Linked DNA regions of Hordeum vulgare: region 2 is linked to region 1. The links are chromatin contacts, called in public Hi-C maps. All regions are on one chromosome and are shown on one strand. Each heading gives the region's core, a stretch centred on a gene start, on an enhancer-like site or on the middle of the called end of the contact. The rest is flanking DNA. Distances are from core to core; before and after follow the strand shown. Region 1 holds the start of LOC123425603 (protein FREE1-like). Region 2 holds the start of LOC123429822.

Region 1 (4,503 bases), core at 860-3,359:
TTGTAATGAGGATTTGCCAGCGTCTACAGTTCCTTTGGCTCTTGCATCTTCACCGATCTCCTTAAACTATGTTATACAATCACAAAAGTAAACAAGGCTTATCTAAGGAAGAAATTCTTAATGTATCATGTAGAATCGAAAACAGTGTCAAGTAAGTAGTTCCAAGCTAGTAACCAATCTGGGCAACACGAATATCGAGTATTAACATAAAAATCCATGTAAATAAAAATATGGCTAAAATAGAATCAGCAAGATAGGAGCAATTCAAACACAAGTGTAACAGAACAGATAAAAACATGTTAGCACACAACCAAAAAATTGGCACGAGATTTTACTCGTCTGGTCATACTATAGAAGGCGAAATATTCATGAAAAAAATATTTCATTTTTTAATACCTATCTTCGGTCCAAAATATATGTCATTTCAGTACTGAACAGTTCTCACCAAATAACCCTATCGATGGTTTATCGATAGTAGTATTGACTGATCAGCATACATGGGTAAACCATGCAAAAAATTAAGACATTAGCTCCTTATTTCCACAAGTATGGAGTTAGAATAACATGTAAACTGAACCAGAAGTACCAAAGCAAACCATAGCATGGATAGATAACTAGAGTAAACCATTTGTACTGATAGTTATTACAGATGTAGTTGAAATATGAAACAGCAACACTGCCAAAGAAACGGAACTAAAATATACTGACATTAGAGCATTGAGAAGAAGGATTTCCACTGTTTTCAATATAGTTAGGTGGCTACTCACGGATAGTGAGAAGAGAATGGTGGTGGTGTAATACCTGGACTGTTGCTGCTGTCACAGTGTCAAGCAAAGTATTGGAAGTATAGCTGTTTGACTTCAGCCTTATTCTCTTTGCTTCAAAATCTACTGAAGTCTTTGCCCAAATCGCAAATACAGTTGAATCCAAAACCTAAATAAGCGGAGTGTCAACCATTAGAATACCCTCACTGCTGTGTATCATATCACTGATGAGAAAATATAACCATAATCTTCTGCAAAAATGCTGTCCAACACACCTCCCATTTAGTCAGTGTATCAAGGGGATAAATCCTTAGGGTCCTGCTTGTGCTGGGATCAAGCATGCGGATTCCATCCAGACCAACCTGCAATAGCATATAATAATTAATAAGTACAGATTTCATGTATCATAACAGTCCTTGTGATCAATATGGAAGTTGGAACAAGTAACATATATGTTGCAAAACCACAGCACGATATCATAATTTCGGAGTGAAACAATACACCTAACATGTGTAAACTGATAGCTTATCGTTACTGAAGTTGTACCTGGCAAAGCACATCGGTGGGGCTTCCGGCACCCTCTGGCAGCAGCTTAACCCGAAACTTCTGCGCACCACCACTAGCATCCTCATGGGTTTCTGCTTTTGGAACAGCCCTCGCAATCTTCCCAAAGCTCCCACCCACACTGCCGCCCTCGCCGCCGTGTGGCTGCTCCACCCCTCCGGACGAGAGTCCAATCGACCGGCCGTAGTCATCAAACATCGCGGCTCCTGACCGGGTCGGCGCCGTGCCGCGCGCGCCGTACGGCTCGGGGCCTGCGTCGCCGGTATAGGCATACGCGCCCTCGTTCAGGTAATCGTCGTCGCCATACCGAGCGGCAGGCTGCTGGTAGCCTCCACCGTAGTACGGGGCGTCATAGGGAAGCGGCGCTGGGCTGGGTTCCGCTGCGGGAGCCGGCTGGGTGGGCTGCGAGTAGCTGTAGTACGGCGCCGGCGTGGGCTCCGGGGGGTAGGGCGTGGGGTTGTAGGGCGGGTACCCGGCGTACTGGGGCGGCTGCGTGTAGGACGGGGCAGATGGCGGCTGCTCGGGGTAGCCGCCGACGGAGTAGGGCGGCGCGGAGGCGTAGCCCCCCGGGATCGGGGGGTCGGCGGCGATGGGGTGAGGGGTCGGCCCCGGCGACGTGTACTGGTGAGGGTAGTAGTGGCCCGCGGGGGCGGGGGAGGCGTAGTCGCCGCTCCCGTGCTGCATCGCCGGCGAGGTGGAACGCAAGAGGCGACGGCGATTTCCTCTCGCTTTTTTTTCCCGAACTCTGATCCGATTCGATGCTTCGCGATTGCGTTTGTTTGCAGGGGAAGAAAGGGTAAAGAAGGTGGGGATTCGTTTCGGAGGTTGACGCGTTAGTGCTGGAGCGTGTCCGCGCGCGGCGGCCGTTGGATCTCGTCGGCGGGTGGAAGTGGACGGTCACGATGGTTGCTGTGGTGGTATTGGGTTCGCCTTTCGCGGGAGTTGTTTTGTCTGCCGCTCTGACTACGCGCCCGACACGGCGGGTTGCTGGTGTGTGGATCGAATTGGGCCGTGCATGTCCGTCAGCTTAAAGGCCCACATGATCCGGATTGGATTTGAAAATTAATGCCTTTTAAACTGAAAATTAATGATTTAATTAGTGAGGGTGGTTTTGCCCAAAAAGAAAAGTAGTGGAGCAGTTCATTGTGGTTCCCTAACAATTCTCTCTTTAATTTACTTTTTTTGCTAAATATAAAGAGCGTCAATTGTTCAAAAAATGGCTTTTCTAATGCTCAACCAGTTGTGCTCCAACAAAGTAACTACAATTGCACATCCGTTAAGAGCATCTCCAGTCACGCCTCGGACGTGTTTTTTTCGTTGACGCCGAAAAATCCTCCCAGTCACGCCCTCAGGATGTCGATTTTCACCGGTTGGGTTCATTTTTAGGCCCGTCGATCCCAGGCCGAACCTAGTGCGCTTGGGGGCTCCAGCGGAATGGAAAACGGCATGTGGGTAGGCACTGTCAGGTGAAAAACGTTTTCCCACCTCCAAATTCTCCCCCCACCCCACACGTGAAACACACCTTTCCCCACTATGTCGATCCTGGCGTCGCCCACGTGCCTACCGCCGCTAGAAAGGCCATCTCCCCGCCGAGAAAGGGAGGGTTCGCCGCGACTTCGCCCTCGGTTTTTGGGCGAGCTTTTCCGTCGCTCCAGACACGCAAACGGTTGCGTGTCTGCCACACCCGCCTGGTGTTCGGTGTTTTGTCTTGGCGATGGACTGCGATGACGAGGAAGCGTTCGCGGCGCTGCTGAAGGAGGAAGCTGTAATGCCCCAGATGTAATCCTTGCCATTTTGGGATCCTTTCCTATTTTGGAACCTTGTTCTCAATGCCATAAGAGTTATCATTCCATGTGGATGTTATATTTTGCCTCCTTCTTGCATCATGGCATCCATTGTGTTGTTGTTGCTTGATCTATCATGAGTGCTATGTGATTATGAGTGCTAGGTGTTTGTGTTGATGTTATGGGGTTTTTCAAAATATGGTGTTTTCAATCAAGGTTTCAAAACCCTTTCTCCTTTAATAAATGAACCTATGAAATAACTTTGAGTAAACCTGTTTTAAAAATGTTAGTTAATTATAGGATATTGTTTGTGATTGAGGGGTAGCCCTCATGGTTAAAATCTTACTTTGGAGAGGTGGCATTTATTTTAAAACAGCATATTAAAACCCCGTTATGATTATAATTTAGTTGTCTAAAAATTCAGGTTTGCATTTTATTTAAATAGGGCATAATTCCCTCATGCCCCAGGTGTTGTTAATTTTATTTTTCAAAACCCTGTTTGCTCTAGGTATTTTGATTTTCGGTGATGTTTATTTTTTCAAAAGAAAACCCTTTTTCTTTTCTGATTTTGGTCGGCTACAGAGGAGCCAGGTGGGCCGGCTGATCTCCTCCTCCACTTGGGCCTCGCCCCCTTTCTTTCCTTCCTTCGCCAGTGCTTGGCCCAGCTTCCTTTCCTTCTTCCTCCTCGTCAGCATCGTTTCTTTTCTGCTTTCCGTCAGCAGAGGGACGCGCGCGAGAGAGAGAGGGATCGTCCACGTCGACGTCGTGAGGTTCACGGACGTCGAGGGGCCCCTACTTAACCTCTTCAGCCGAGCCGTCCTCTTCCTAGGGTTCCTCTTTCCCCCTCCTTCGTCGCCGCCACTTTCCCCTTCCACTGTTCTTCTCTGTAGATAGTTCACAGAGAGAGGTGAGATTCAGAGAGAGGGAGCAGGAGGTGCTCCACCCTCGTCACCGTCGTCCTCGTCAACGTCGTCTCCTCCCACTCGGGCAAGAGTGTCCGCGACGCCCCGGAGATGTCGGCGTTCCATTCCCGTCACTGGTGAGGCCGGAGCGCGTCCACAGCGACGGCCTCGACCTCGTCTCCATCGAGCACCCGGAGCACCCAAGCCCCTGCAGCAGCGCCTTGTTTCTTCTTCCTCCTCCTCGAGCAGCCGCTTCGTCGCCGTCTTCGCGCCACAGTGTGAGCCTGCGTCTCCTTCCCTTCCCATGTATCCCGCGCGTAGCCGCCGTCCGCGTAGATCACCGGAGTTTAGCCAGAGTAGACTCCCTGTGTCGGCGTCTTGTGTGTGTGTGCGGTAGATCAGAGGGGCTGCTCAAGAGAGTACCACCCCCTCTCCGGTCAGAACCGATCACCTAGCAAAGTGGAAACGAACCGTGGCATATCCATCAGG
Region 2 (4,503 bases), core at 655-3,154, 310 kb after region 1:
ATGGATATGGATTAACAGTAGTGGCTTGAGCTTATCAATTATCGGATTGCTATGACATCGTAGCGTCAGCTATGACAGATAATATTCGGGATAGGATACCTAGTTGGTTGATCAGAGTCACCTGTCCGGGCTCATCAGTGCAACAACATTTGCCGATATGGGACGGTCTTGACTTGGTCTGATCGCGTGCTCTTTCACCGGTACCTCCAAAGAGAGAGGATTATGCTCGCTTGCTACCCTTATCAGGTAGGCAGTGATAACCCTGTGAGCCAGTTGAGTTATTTGTGTCGGCGTCCTCGGATGGGACAGTTTAGTTTGGCTACGACGGTGGCAGGTGTCACGAGGACACAGGGCCACCTAGGGCAGGACTCCGGGGAAGGATGAATGCCGGTGGTACGATGAAAGAGTCACGGGTCAGACAAATTTCGTTGGAGCAACATTGATCCACCCGAATGTGATCACGAGGTCAGTGCTCCATAGTGTGGGTAAAGTATGCAAACTCTGCAGAGTGTCAAATCTATTGGAATAGCCGCGTCCACAGTATTGAACAGCCTGACCAGACCTCAGTAGATGATCAACCATATCAGTGTTAGTAATGATGGTAGAACTCGTCTCGTGTGAACATCAGAGAATGTTGATAACATGATGTGTTGACCAATAGAAGACTACATGATGAATGGTCAGATGACCATGCGATGGGATTTGGATCCGTTCTGATTAGATTACGAATATGTCGAGGGTTGTGAGACTAACCCAGAAGAGAGTAAGTTGATATTCGGTGACAGTAACCTGGTTAAGCATTTGTTGTGATCTGATTTAAATGTATTTTTATTTTTTGTATGAGTGTGTTTGTAAGGACATGGATAATATTATTAATACTTAATATATGCTAATTACTACAGGGAAAAGAAACATTCTTCGTTTCGTTTAGAACTTTGTTTCCTTAACGAACGGGCGTACTGTCTGTATCTGTTTACAGCGTTTCGAATCAAAGAATCGAAAAAGAACCAAACGAGAAAAACAGTCTTGATTCCTCGTTGAAGCCAATCAACCAAGCCAATATGTACAGCAAAGAATGGAACGGACAAAACGGCGGTGCCGCCTAGCTAACACGAGCCCGACACGACCACCGCCACACACGCACATCACGGCATGCTTTCCTAGTCGTCCGAGTAATACAGCCCCTCCACCTCGGAGCCGGCCATCCACGTGGACGACGACGACGAGCCGGAGCCGCCGCCGTCGGAGGAGAGCGAGAGGGACCTCCGGTAGCTGTACAGCACGGCGCCGGGCGGCCGGCGCGCCATCCAGCCGCCGCGCCCGGACGCCGGCATGTGGTACTGGTCCGGCTCCGGCAGCGGTAGGCAGAAGAAGACGTAGAGGCAGTCGGCCAGGCGCTCCAGCTCCCGCGCGGGCGGCGTGAGCAGCGCGCGCAGCACCTCGTCGGCCCGCAGCCGCCGCCGCTGCCCCGGCCGCGGCGCGCCCTGGCACAGCTCCGCCGGCACCATCGCCGCCGCCGCCAGCCACGCGCCGCTGAACACCATCCAGCCGGCCCTCTGTCGCTGCTGCTGCTTCCTCCTCGCGGCCCTCGCTGATCGTCGCGTGCCGTTTTATTTGGCGCCGTCGGCCGGTTGCGTGCGCGGGCTTTGGTTTGCGTGGAGTGCGGGGGGAGGGGAGGGGAGGGAAGTGGTGGCGTGGAAGGGAGCGCGCGCGGGCAGTTTATATGTATGTCAGCGGCGGGGAAGGCGCAGGTGGCCGTCGGGGTGGGTTTGTCTTGTAAGTATGTGCCGGCGCGGTCGTCGTCGACTCGTCGCTTCCGCCGGCGGGCGCACGGCCTGCGCCGAGGAGGTTTCGTTGGGTTTTCCGCGTTCCGGGGCTGTGTTTTGACCGGTTGTGGGTGGTGTCGCACCAGCAGGTGCAAGCAAGGGGCCCGTTCGATAATCCACCGCTTCTAGAATTTGCGAAGCTGCTGTTTGCTCACTTTATTATTTTACACCATAGCTCCGTCCACTCCCAGAGCGGAGCCTGGTCGGTCGTCTCATCGTACGGTGGAGCATGTTGTGGCCAAGTGCCGTGGCCATCGTGAATGGTTCATGTATCGCCGACGGAACGGGAGAAGGATTGACCCGGTAAAGAAGCCACACCTCGTCGCCCCGCTCAGCCAAAACCATTTGCCGTACCCGGCGTTCCAATGTCACGAGGTAAGAGTTTTTTTTAAACATAATACAGACGCAAGTGTTTATGTACACATGCATACAGTCATTCATATGAACTACATATGTACACTCTACCTTTACGAGCATCTTCGAAAGACTGGACCAATATATCATGCTGAGATTTATAGTCATCATAGGTGTCTCGTCGTCGACAAAAATGTATCCTCACACTGAAAACATATCGTCAAAAATTCTGAAATAAATTCAAAAATAATGCAAGCATCAACACTTAAACCTTAATGAATTGGACATACCACTGTCCCTCTAACCATTTAATCACGATTTTTTTTTAACCATAAGTTGATTTGCCACGAATTAAGAGTTAGATGTCAATTGTACTGAATTGTACTGCACGTGGATTGCAGGCCACGGAATAAGTTGATTTTTTTTCAACCATAAGTTGATTTTTTTTCAACCATAAGTTGATTTTCCACGTGCGGATCCATTCAATCCAGGGTCTGCAATCCACGTGCGGATCCATTCGACCACCCATCGTATTCCGTGGCCTGCTGAATTGTACTGTATTATCCTTCTTTTATTTACTTTTGAGGGAAAGGTGAAGTGGGTCTTATTGTCCTGGCATGGCAAGATGTATGAGCGGCCTTCATTGACCAGATAAACATTTCAAGATATGCGCTTCCTGTCACTTCCTCCGTTCCTAAATACTCTATAAATCTTTACGCATTTATTATTTCGAGTTAGCATTCGCTTCGGATAATGCACGAACGTACTACAGGTTTTTATTTTAAATTTGGATTGAAGGGATACTACAATCGTTTTGGTCTGTGCTGCAAGCAATAAGGCAGACGAGTCTCAATAATTGGAAAATTGAAATGGTCAGCATGCTGTTGCACCTCATCACAACAACCAGGAACCAGCACAAGGTTGTAAGGCGAATAAATTAGCAACAAACTCCTACTACCCCTGCTGCTCTGGATGCCATTGCAATTTGCACAATACATTTTCCTAGCGCGGCTAAGATAAGTTAAAAGGACAGAAACTACGAGTAAGACAGATCAACGCACACAATAAATCTGAACAAGCACAGAAAAAAAAACTGCCAGCGCTTGACTTATTCTGGCGCTAATCTAGTAGAAATACTCTCTATAGCATGACAACAGGCTCATGGCTTCCGTCACCGTCTACTCGTGCAGAAAGCCTTTCTCCTCGAGATAAGTAATCACTTGTGTCGCCATGTCGGAAGGCGAAGGGCACACGCCATCCACTTCCTTGATCTCAATCTGCAACGAAAGGAAAGTATTCATGCTTGGCAACTGCTTGTCAACGGTAGGAAAGAGCATCCGAAGAGATCACGACCTACTTCTCACAAGCGGCTTAGCTGTATTATACTCCATCCGTCCACAAATACTCTGAACCGGATGTATACAGTGTGGTTGTTCACTCATTTTAGACCGTATGTAGTCCATATTAAAATATTCAAAACATCTTATATTCGTGACAGAGGGAGTATTAAACATAACTACTCCCTCCGATCCAAATTAATTATCGCAGCTTTAGTACAGTTTTGTACTCCCTCCATCAATTAATTTGGATTGGAGGGAGTGCTATGAATTGTATGAATTTGAGTGTCTCCTGCGGCTGCAAATTCGACATTTACGATGGAGTATCTACTCCCTCCGTTTAAGTCTTTTTAGAGTCTTCACTTTTTAGAGTCTTCACTGCGAACTACATATGGATGTATATAGACATACTTTAGAGGATAGATTCACTCATTTTGCTCTGTATATAGTCCGTTGTGGAATCTCTAGAAAGACTTATATTTAGGAACGTAGGAAGTACGATAAAGACCAGCTTATGCATTCAACTGGTATACATGGTAATAATCATATCAAACATCGAGCATATTGACCATTCTCTTTGCCTAACATGTTAAGCATGCGCTCTTGACTATGCTTAAAAAATGATGAATCATGTCCCATTTTCCCAATCCAATCATTTTAGGCTAGAATATCAGTGAGCCAACTATTAAATATATGAAAGAAGAAACAAATCATATTAACACCTTAAATAATGCACACTTTGACCATGCGAAAATGATAGCACTTAGCATGTACTCCCTCCGTCCCAAAATTCTTGTCTTAGGTTTGTCTAGAAATGAATGCATCTAAATACTAAAACGTGTTTAGATACATTCATATCTAGACAAATCTAACACAAGAATTTTGGGACGGAGGGAGTATAAGTCTTTCTAGAGATTCCACTACGAACTACATACAGATGAATAGACATACTTTAGAGCGTAGATTCACTCATTTTACTCCGTATG

The links. A called contact is a pair of places that touch in the nucleus more often than the background predicts.
Region 2: a contact with region 1 is called in a Hi-C map of leaf, with 4 times the contacts expected there. The contact joins the promoter of LOC123429822 here to the promoter of LOC123425603 in region 1. A contact is called at or near these places in 6 of 6 Hi-C or Micro-C datasets (leaf, seedling and an unstated tissue) and 1 of 1 datasets of contacts at active chromatin or transcription factors (embryo).

What each region holds. Positions count from the first base shown.
Region 1 is chr2H:148,075,107-148,079,609 of MorexV3_pseudomolecules_assembly, forward strand. It overlaps LOC123425603 (protein FREE1-like), which reads right to left and starts at 2,110. Exons shown (of 10, transcript XM_045109293.1): 1 at 1,311-2,110; 2 at 1,040-1,126; 3 at 802-933; 4 at 1-66. The coding sequence starts at 2,012.
Region 2 is chr2H:148,387,109-148,391,611 of MorexV3_pseudomolecules_assembly, forward strand. It overlaps LOC123429822, which reads right to left and starts at 1,905. Exons shown (of 1, transcript XM_045113806.1): 1 at 997-1,905. The coding sequence starts at 1,544. The coding sequence ends at 1,161. It overlaps LOC123425607 (adenylyl-sulfate kinase 3-like), which reads right to left. Exons shown (of 7, transcript XM_045109301.1): 7 at 3,105-3,457. The coding sequence ends at 3,359.